Linked DNA regions of Ovis aries: region 1 is linked to region 2. Evidence: chromatin contacts called from public Hi-C data. All regions are on one chromosome and are shown on one strand. Each heading gives the region's core, a stretch centred on a gene start, on an enhancer-like site or on the middle of the called end of the contact. The rest is flanking DNA. Distances are from core to core; before and after follow the strand shown. Region 1 holds the start of DIP2B (disco interacting protein 2 homolog B). Region 2 holds the start of LOC101117527 (cytochrome c).

Evidence for each region. Hi-C and Micro-C count contacts between places; a contact is called where the count stands out from the background.
Region 1: a contact with region 2 is called in a Hi-C map of hypothalamus, with 2.5 times the contacts expected there. The contact joins the promoter of DIP2B here to the promoter of LOC101117527 in region 2. A contact is called at or near these places in 2 of 16 Hi-C or Micro-C datasets (hypothalamus and skin fibroblasts).

The regions. Positions count from the first base shown.
Region 1 is chr3:135,825,391-135,830,426 of ARS-UI_Ramb_v3.0, forward strand. It overlaps DIP2B (disco interacting protein 2 homolog B), which reads right to left and starts at 3,534. Exons shown (of 37, transcript XM_060412600.1): 1 at 3,281-3,534. The coding sequence starts at 3,380. It also overlaps the pseudogene LOC132659434.
Region 2 is chr3:135,675,316-135,681,150 of ARS-UI_Ramb_v3.0, forward strand. It overlaps LOC101117527 (cytochrome c), which reads right to left and starts at 1,488. Exons shown (of 1, transcript XM_027967338.3): 1 at 1-1,488. The coding sequence starts at 822. The coding sequence ends at 262. DIP2B (disco interacting protein 2 homolog B) reads right to left here. Exons shown (of 37, transcript XM_060412600.1): 4 at 4,637-4,762.

The DNA.
Region 1 (5,036 bases), core at 2,284-4,783, 150 kb after region 2:
TAGAATTATGGCATACAACTTTGTTTTTAATAAAAGTTTGGTTTTTTAAAAATATTTATTTGGCTGCATGAGGTTTTAGCTTTAGTACATAGGATCTAGTTCCCTGCTCTCGGATCGATCCCGGGTCCCTGCACTGGGAGCCTGGAGTTTTAGCCACTGGACTACCAGGGAAGTCCCAACATACAACTGTTTTGTGGCATTTGCTTAGAGTAAAAAGTAGATTTAATAGCTTATGCAATAACTATACAGATATTTAAGTCATTCAATGGTAACAGATGCCATAATAATATGGCAGCTTAAGATACTGGCACTAATTAGTGAGCAGCTAATATTCACTGACAAAACACTAAACCTTTCTGAGTCTTGGTTTTCCGTTATATTCAATTAAAAAAAAAAAAAGTGAGGCTCGAATGACATATCAAATCATAAAACAAATACAATGTATTATCAAATTTAAACAAATTCCCATCATTAGTGTTATTTTATGTGCATACACTTGACTAAAACATATGATTTAAGTTCAAACAAAGCTCATTGCCAAATATATAAAAAATATAACAGTACATGTAGGTCATGAAAAAATTTCAGTTACGAGAATACTTATAGAAACCTCCTACCTATTCAATTAATCTACAGAAAAGCTTGTGACTAGGTGTTAGTTCAATTTTCAATGATTCTCCGGACAGTGCTGGCCTGTTCTTTCTGCTGCAAATGCGGGCAGCTTGAAGTACCAAGTCCACAGTGACCCGCCTGAAAGGAGCACCAGCCACAGCTCTGGGCTCTGCAACACGCTCTGCGGCAAACGGCCCAGGGAGGCACAACCTGCGTTCCAGCGCAGAGCTGGCTCATCTGCGACCCAAGCCCGCAGCTGAAAATACAAGTGAGCACAAAGAAAATTCTTTAAAGGCATACAGCTCAGGCAACCGCTATAATTAGGACCCACTACAGCCTGAACCGAGAAAAATGAATAAAATCGAGGAATGAGAGCAACAAAGCCAACCACACACAATAAACACAGAGTTAAAAGTATCTTTTTTCCCAAAGAAAAAAGCACTTTTGTCAGAGCAGTAACTGTAGAGAAAATGTAAAACAAACAAAGGTCCCTTCAAAATATGCTAACAGGCATCACAAATAACACTGTGCTATAGATTTGGGGATTGCTGCTGGTGGTCTCAACTTCACTTGAATTCCTAAAAATGTCTACCTACTTCTCCAGTCAACCATTCTCCATACTTTAAGCAAGAGAGACAAACAGATGGTCAAGATGCTGACACTGCAGGCCTGAGGTTTTTCAACTGTATTTTTTCCAGTTTTCCATCGTTAAAAGAGATGAAATACCGGATAATGTAGCATAAATCTTTAAGAAACCATTTCAAATCTCAGCCACATGCCAAACCAAAACAATCCTGCAACAGGAAATAAACCATGCACTTGTCCTGAAAAAATGCTGAAGCCTTAGCCTTACAATCTGTAGGAGTTTCACACCTTCTTCAAGGAAAGGTGAGCTAGCCAGTATGAGTCCTAGAAACAGTTCCTTGGAATCATCTCTAGAAACAACCAGAGAAGTAAAGAATAATCAGCTGGAAGCAGATACACCAAGAATAAGGAGCTTCCAGGATTTCCCTCTCCATGTAAAAGCAATTAACTCCTATTTTTAATCTTTCTGACGCAAACATCCAGCCAAACTTCTCTCCTTCTAGCTAATCAAAGATAGCTGATGTGTTACTCTAACTTGCTTTAAAAGTCCAATTTGAATGAAAGTCATCATGGATTGAATGACAATGCTTTAGTCTAGAGGAATGAGGTATTTCGAGAGGTAGAATCAAGATAGCAATGCCCTGAACATTTCACATAAACAGACTCATCCACCACAACTGATACCGGGGACTGGCCAAAGAGTAACTTCCCAACTGATTAACCGAAAAATAATACGTTGCTAATTGAGTGCAAATGAAAAGGGCACCTTCCTATACATTGGGAAACCCTAACAAGGTTATTAAAAATAATTATTTCCCTCCATGCCCAAGTGACTTTATAACACTCAAATCTTTTTTTTTTTTTTTACTGTAAAGGATGGGGGGAGGGGCTATGTAGAGAGAATGCCTTGATAAGTAAACAAAAAGTCAAAACTCTCCTGGAAACTTGTCACATTCTTCTTTTCCAATCAGCAATTTTTAATCCACTTGAAAAATGCTAGTGGAGAGGGCTTTTGGCAAAGAACTCAAGAAGAATATGCAACTCTGGGGGCACCACCACAGTACTGATATCAAGCTTGGAGAGAATGCTGCTTTTGTCTCAGAGGCAGCCTGTGACAAAAACAGGAACTTTATGGAGAACTGATCACAACTGCCCAAGAAGCCTGATCACATGCCCACCACAGGGCAGCGTTTCTCTCATTGTTGTCCAGGGACTTCTCGAATAATAGTAGCTCGATTTATTCCATTCTTTTAATTCTCAAAACCAATCCAAGCGTCCTTGTAACAATCCATTGTCAAAAGAAAGACCGTGCCGGCCAGGATTTGCAATGTAACCAGTAGCCACCTCTCTCCTTTCCTAAGATTCCAAAAGGTGATCAGATGCGGAAAATTCAGCCCGAATACAGGCACCGAGGGAAGAAAACAACAACAACAACAACCCTTTTGACAAACGTGGTCTAAAAGCCGCCCCGTGTGTCTCTCTCTGGGTTAATGCCACTGCTTCTGGCCTCCTTAGGACCCTCAACGGCCCACCCCGCTTCTATCTCACTCCTGTCACTGGGGAGGCATCTCGCATTGTTAAACAAGGAAGAAGAAATGCTGGAGGATTTCCCCTGTGTCTCTCTCTCTTTCTGAAGGGGGGAAGGGGAGCTGAAACAGGCGTGGGGCCCTCCCCTGGAAGAGAGTACAGGAGGACTGGAGCAAGCTGTCAGCCACCCCGCCGGCGGCCTCACCCCCACCCCGCCCCCACCGTGCCCCGGCGCCCGGGCAGGAGCCTGAAGCGGGAGGACACAGCTTTGTCTGGGGTTTGGGGGGACAGGGAGCGCAGAAGCAGCCCGAGCCTGAAGACCTCTCCCCCCAGCCCCGGCTCCCCCGCTCCCAGAGAACACCATCAACCACACGGAAAGCCACTTTCCGGGGTAGGAGAGGAGGAGAGCGACCCTTCACGTGAAGCCCAGGCCAGATTTCCGGCACCCTCCTCCCCTCTGCCCGCACGGCCACCAGGGCGCGCGGTGGGGACCCGGTCTCCCCTCGCCGCGATCCGCAGCGGCGCCCGGGCGCCCGCTCCCTCGCCCGGCTCCTACCCTCCGAGAGCTCCAGCTCCAGCTCCGCCAGCTGCGCCCGCACTTCGGGCGGCAACGCCGCCACCGCAGCCGGCGAGGGCTCCAGGCCTCGCTCCGCCATCCCGGCTCTACCAGCCACACTCCGGAAGACAAACGAGGGGGCCGAAGGAGGGACGGACTGACGCGGGCCCACACCCCGGCTACAGGATCCGGCTCCGGCCGCCGAGCGCCGCCAGCGCACCCACTGCCGCCGCCGCCATGAGCAAGGGTCACGTGAGCCCGGCGGCCCCGCCCCCGGACCCAGGACGCACCGCCTCCGCAGGCGCGTCAAGCTGCGGACTCCCGGGCTGATGGCGCCCTCTACTGGGAGATTCCTGAAACTACGAGTCCAAGCCCGCTGCCACGATTTCTCTCCAGAGAAATGGGCTCACTGTGTTGCTGTGGACCCGGACGTTTACCTTTTACGAACTCGCGAGGAAGGAGTTCTCAGGGGCCCCAGGCCTTGCTTTGTCCAGTTCTCTGCACCTAATAGTGTATGCTTTTATCTTGCCCCTTTATTCGTTTCCCGGGCTAATTGACACCACCCATTCATAATGACTTGAACTCAGGCAGTTCTTTTCACTGGGGCTTCCTGGTCACATTTACCAGGAGCTTTTTGTTTCTAAGGGGCTTCCCAGGTGGCGCTAATTGGCAAAGAACCCGCCTGCCAAAGCAAGACATGTAAGACACTCAGGTTCCAATCCCTGGATCTAGAAGATCCCCTGGAGGAGGGCATGGTAACCCACTCCAATATTCTTGCCTGGAGAATCCCATGGACACTAGAGCCTGGCAAGCTATGTTTCTATTTCAGTTCTAGCATTTAAGACAGAAGGAGGAGAATCTGCGTCCTCCTGCCTAGACTTCTGACCTCTTCCCAGAGGAGAACTTTGTCTTCCTTATCTTTTTATCATTCTTAATGTATCATTAATAGGTGTTCCAAAAGTATTAGTATTTTAATTCAACTTAAGGATCCAGACCTGTATGTATTTTTTACTACTTACGTATTTATTTTTAAATTTTTCGTTGCTCTTTCTTGCTGTGTGCTGGCTTTCTGTAGCTCGGTGAGATGGGGCTACTCTTCATTGCCTTGCACAGGCTTCTCACTGAAGTGGCTTCTCAATGTTGTGGAGCGCAGGCTCTAGGCACTTGGGCTTCAGTAGTTGCAGCAGGTGGGCCTCAGTAGTTGTGGCCCATGGGCTTTAGTTGCCCATGGAATGTAAAAATCTTCCCAGACCAGGGCTTGAACCCATACTCCCTGCATTGGCTGGCAAATTCGAGTTCACTGTACCACCAGGGAAGTCCAGACCTGTATTTACCAGAAAATACTGGGACAGTTGGGAGAAGGCAATGGCAACCCACTCCAGTAGTCTTGTCTGGAAAATCCCATGGACGGAGGAGCCTGGTAGGCTGCAGTCCATGCGGTCCCGAAGAGTCGGATAGGACTGAGCGACTTCACTTTCACTTTTCACTTTCATGCACTGGAGAAGGAAATGGCAGCCCACTCCAGTGTTTTTGCCTGGAGAATCCCAGGGACTGGGGAGCCTGATGGGCTGCCATCTATGGGGTCGCACAGAGACGGACACGACTGACGTGACTTAGCAGTAGCACTGGGACAGTTGCTTTAAATTGCCATTCTTTAATAGTATTGTCTTTTATGTAAATGCCAAATCTCCCCATACAGTTTGAGAGAATTCCAGTATTTTTTTTCCCCTTCCGTGCTAGTCCAAAATTGGTGCTT
Region 2 (5,835 bases), core at 238-2,737:
TTCCTTATTCAAGTTCAATCATCTCTTTAGAATGGGAAAAGTGATAGTACTTGTTGAACCGGAATTACTATCAAAATTAAAAAAGCTGACCATATTTGTTTAGCCACAGACCAATCTTATTTAAATCAGGACTGTCCAACAGAATTATTCCATCAGCCATTCATGATCTGAATTCTAGTGTATGAGATCAATTTAAATATGGTACACATAAAAAGTCATGAGACACTTCTGTTTCATAATAAATAAGGCAGTGGCCAACTATTACTCATTGGTAGCTTTTTTGAGATAAGCTATCAAGTCCTCCCTCTCTCCCTTCTTCTTAATGCCAGCAAAGATCATCTTGGTTCCAGGGATGTACTTCTTGGGATTCTCCAAGTACTCCATCAGCGTCTCCTCTCCCCAGGTGATACCTTTGTTTTTGTTGGCATCTGTGTAAGAGAATCCAGGAGCCTGACCTGTCTTTCGTCCAAACAGACCATGGAGGTTTGGCCCAGTCTTGTGCTTCCCTCCCTTTTCTACAGTATGGCACTGGGCACACTTCTGAACAAAAATCTTCTTGCCTTTCTCAACATCACCCATTTTTAAATCGTTCTTTTTCTGTGCGCGACCGAGAAGTTCCCGCTCACAAGCCGAACGTCCCGCTTTCTCTATAGCACATTTATAGAGGTCTGATTTGCCATCTCTGTTTACTTTGTGATTTTGAATAAAATTAGAATATCTCCACGTTAGTAACTGACTAATAACGTGTTTTAGCCTATAAGCTCTCAGAAGGCAACAGCTGTTCAATTTGTTTGGAATAATACCCATTCCAGGACTGTGCATACAGGAGTATCTATTAAGCAAAAAAGAACTTTCCAAGAGTAAAAAACAAAATCAAGCAATGAGTCTGATACATAATTGCTAAATCCTAGGATAAATCACTTAGTGACTGTAAGCTTGTCTGTTTCCTCATCTCTAAAGAAATCTGGACTTCCCACTTCACAGAGTAGTTGCTTAAACAGAACAACTGAAGCAGGGCAGCCACTGGTATATGAAAGTCCTCTGCATCCTGTAATTCCATATAGCATCATTAAAGTTTGCTAAAACTGTAACAATATTACAGCCTGTTCGTGGACACTGTTTTCATATATAGAAATACAGAGAGGTAAATGTCTCTGTGACTGGCCCTGTGAATTACTACTACAGTCACTTTCAAGCAGAGCCCTGTATAAGAGAAACTCAGAGAGACCTCTAAATTTTAAGCTTCATTCTATGCAAGCCAGTCAAAACAGCTTCCTGTGCTTTGGGGTCATTACGTAGTCTATTTGCTCATCTGAGCACCCTCAAAATGCAGTGCAGGGTAAGCCCACACGGGTGCAGAAAAAGCTTAGAGAAAAAAAATATATGCTGTAGCTTCTGCACTCTGTTTATCTGTATGAATGAGTAATAGCATTACACAAAGAAGCCCTACAGAGAAAGTGCTGAGGTAACTGCCTCATGACATTAGTAAATGACTTCAGCACATAAAGGGAACTGGATGGCAGTAATTCAAACAGTCTAAAAGACTATGAAAAAGGCCACAGGCACTGGAAGAACCACAGGCTGCTACCAGCTTAGGGAATTTAGATTTTCCAATCCACAAGATAGAAATCAGTGCAGGTATCAATAAGCGGGTTTCAGGGTGACTGACATTTTATTATTTGAGATGGCTTTATGAACAAAAGACAAATCAGCTCTCATGCCAAGTGTTTACCATATTTTCCAGATTATATGATTACGAACAAAACCAAGATTTATGACATGGTTCACTTCCAGACTCTTCTTGTTAAATCCCTCCAAAAGCAGCTCTAGATTTTCATCACTTCAGTGATTCCCACAGTTATGTGCTGGTTGCGTCTCTAAGAAGCCGACTGGCCAGTGCGCTTTAGCAGGTATCCCTGAAACTAGGTTCACCTGGCACAGCATGGGCAGAGGAAGGGCCCTGAGCAAAAACACGTTTTGTGACATTTTGCGGTGTGGCCTCTCAGTGCACAAAGGACAACGTAACTATACTACCGTGAAATCTGAGGTTAGTCTTGCCCTGCAAGAGTGGCACAATTTTTCTATAAAGAAAATAGTAGCATGTCACTTTCATAGCTGCCTAGAACCTGTTTTTGTTTTTTTTAATCAGCCCATAACCATCAATAATTAACATCAATTCTCCTCTTCCTCTTGACCCCTTGAGCACAGCTTCAGCATTTCCTCTAACTTTAGTGTTTTGCGGGCTAGTAAAAAGGCAAGATAAAACCTACCTGCCTTCCCTGGGTTAGCCTGTAAGAGGTTCTGGGAGACAGTGATAAAAGGGTTAAGGTTCAATGGCCAAGTCTCTAACTGATGGCTCTCAGATGCTTGGAGAGAATGGAATCCATATCCAGGCAAGAATACTGGAGTGGGTAGCAATTCCCTTTTCCAGGGGATCTTCCAGACCCAGGGATAGAACCCAGGTCTCCTGCATTGCAGGCAGACTCTTTACCACCTGAGCCACCAGGGAAGCCCTTATCCTAACTTGGGAAGGACAAATTCCATCCCCCCAGTGGAAAGGTCCGGAGAGAAGCCTTATGACACCGTCCCTCCACAGCCCCTCACCCTGGAACACAGGATGGTTCCAGGCATGTGTGCTGTTGCTGGACAAGCGCATCACGTGCAGCAAGGCTCAGCTCTCTGTGGGGGGCAGGTGAGAAACTGCTACATGGGGTGCTCTCGGTGCTCGAGCTGGGAGAGAATCCCTCTTCTATTTGACAACACTAATGTCTCTAAGAGCGGATCAACATCTCTCACATACCATTCAGAGTTCCCGGAACAGGACATAAATAGGAAACCTTCTTATTACTTTGCTCTGCTGAATAAAGGTCTTAAGAGAGAGGACTGAATCTTTACAATCATGAAATTATTAAGACTACCAGGTAATCAAGAAAACGATGCCACATCTTTAAGGCTGCAGACAGAGTCGAACATTCATGTTTAGAGATATAGAAGCCTGTACTGAATTCCACAGGACTATGGTCTTGTTCAGCAATGAACAGCCTTGATTTAGAGTTGGTGAATTCCCCTCAGGCAGTGACTTTCAGAAAAGGTTTCCATTCCGTCTGCGTGTTCTCATAATCCTTTGCTGCACTCTCCCATTTCACCCACGGCCATGGGAGCAGACTACTTCATAGCTGCATTTCTTTAGCACAGTTCTGGGGAGGACTGGGTCTAAGGACTTGGGAGTCTGCGCTGCTCCCTACCCTTTGCCATTTACTACAATGGCAAACCTTCAGCCACGCTGCGCCAGAATCTGCCAGCAAGGAATAGCTGTGAGACTGAGAGCCCCCTTTGTCCACGAGGACCCGGCTGGTGCTGTACTAATGCGACAGGGAAGCCATCCAAGATTCTGAACGAGTGGGCTGGAAGTATGCACCACTACAGCACAAAACGTCTATTGTGACGGTCTGCTAGAGGTATCCTGCGTTACATTTTGAGGATCACTTGAAGCCACAGAGCTATTTCTCTTTGGAACATATTGACACCACAGATGTAAAGAAAAAAAGCACACACAGTTAAGGAGCCCATAGCACGCCCAGATGCTCTGAGAAGTTAGTCAGAACCTAGGAGAAGACTATTAATATAAACCTAGGCCAGGGACTAGGATCAGTGTGAACAGCTCAACTTGACAGCTGTGAATCAGAGTCAACCACGACCAATGTAACCTTCCTGGGTATCTCCCCCAAAAGACAGGGTAAGTCGCTGAGACCAAAACAGTTCAGGAAATGTTTCTCCCCAAAGATTTTATTACCAGGAACATGACGGTGGAGAAACAGACACAAGACTGAGGCTCTGAAACAGACGGACTGTTTAGTCTCAGAGGCTACACATCGAGATTCTGAGACTTCATCTAAATTTTTTAAAACTTTGGGGAAGATTCCAAATGGAAAAGACAACTTAAAGGTGTTCCAGTTACTCTTCAAATATGAATTTGTAGTGAGGGTGGGGGTGGTAAGTCTTCCAAGTCTGGAGGGTGGCGATGGGCCTCTTAGTTCTTGGCTTATCTCCTGATTCAATTATAGAAAGTGGATTCTTAAAGAAATATAAACATATACAAAATATATTAACACACACATAAACACTTATATATGTTTTCTAGATTTATTATAACTTTGCATGACTGCTCTCTTTCATGACACAAAAACATTTTGTCCCGAGATCACAGACTTCTGTGACTGTTGCAGAGATAAAGGATTTGATTAGGAGTATAAATCTGTTAAAGACATACATATACGACTCTGGGTCATATTCTGGATGTCAATAAAGAATAGCTATTTAGTCACAGAAGGGTATTTTTTAGACCCTAAGCTTTGGCTTTATTTATGACTACATGAGTTTGGAGGTTAGAGCAAGGAAATTCTGGAATTTCAGAAGAAAATTAAAAAAAAAAAACAAAAAAAACACAGCTTTACTCTTAAGGCCTTTTTTGTGTGCTGTTTACAATGCAATAATCAAAACCTGTCACCTTCAGTGTGTACTCATACATTTCTGATGACGAGGACAGAGTTCTAGCTCCTACCTCAGAAAAGAAAAAACAGAACTTAAGAAACATCAAAGTAGTAACTGTCAGAGAGAAAGCTCCTGATAAACCTACCAGGTGGTGTGCAGGCATCCGCAGGAGACTGGACAAACGTGGACCGCCTTTTGGTTGGCATGGGCAAAGCCATTTTCTGTTCTTTATGCTTTGCCAGTGCAGCTTGAACTGCTTCTGTGTGGATATCTGAAAGATTAAAAATTTGCATTTATTAGCTCCTGGCTCTCAAAGTGTTTACTTCTTTGAGTTGAACTATCACTGCCTCAGCTGTTAAAAGGCGATATTTAGGTGACTTTTATTTATCATTTGTGTTACAGCAAATAGGAAATACAGACCAAAGGAGTAGTCAAGGATAATTTACGTGAGAGGAAAATGAAGCCCAGAACAATGAGAAGGCCCTTTAACACAGCAGAGAAGCTGATGGAGAGGGGGCTGGGTGTGTAGTGAGAGGAAGAATGGAACATGCATCAGGGCCAGCTGGGAACCCCACCTCTGAATGGAATGCATGGGATGCAGGTACCCAAAGGACGCTCTCTGTTCAAGCCCAGAATCTGCTTAACTGAAAGGAGCCGACACTCTTCAGTTCTATACCACAGAAGAGAAGGGCTGATTCTGATGTAGAAAATACAAGCGCCAGGGGTACTTGTTTGCCACTCTGCCCACAAAAGAACACAGCTCTTCACTTGAATGTCTAATAACGATCGCAAAATTAACATATCCAGAGAAAACTCTTGATTCTCCACTCCCACGCCAAAACTCAATCTATACTGCTACAAAATAGGATCATATAATACACAGTATTTTGGACTGTGCTTTGATTTTTTTTAAAAAATTTATTTATTTGGCTGCATCAGGTCTCAGCTGAGGCATGTGGGATCTTGTGGCATGTGAACTCTTAGTTGTGGCATGTGGAATCTAGTTCCCTGACCAGGGATCGAGCCCCACCCCCTGCACAGGGAGTTCGAAGTCTTAGCCACTGGACCACCGGGGAAGTCCATGTGCTTTGATTAAAACAACAACAACAACAAAAAACTCTTAGCAAATCCTTCTGAGGCAGATCCTTCTGAGGTGGCTTCCAGGTTCAGAGAAATTCCCTCTTTTCAAGGAACTGGCCCAAACTACATATGCAAATAATCCTTGAAAGACTGTCCCTTGTAAGAGCTGGGCTAATCAGGTCATTTGCGGGGGTGGGGAGGGGGCTGTAAGTTTAAACTGAATCAAGAAACTGCAGCTCCTAAAGTGGAGTCACATGAACAGCA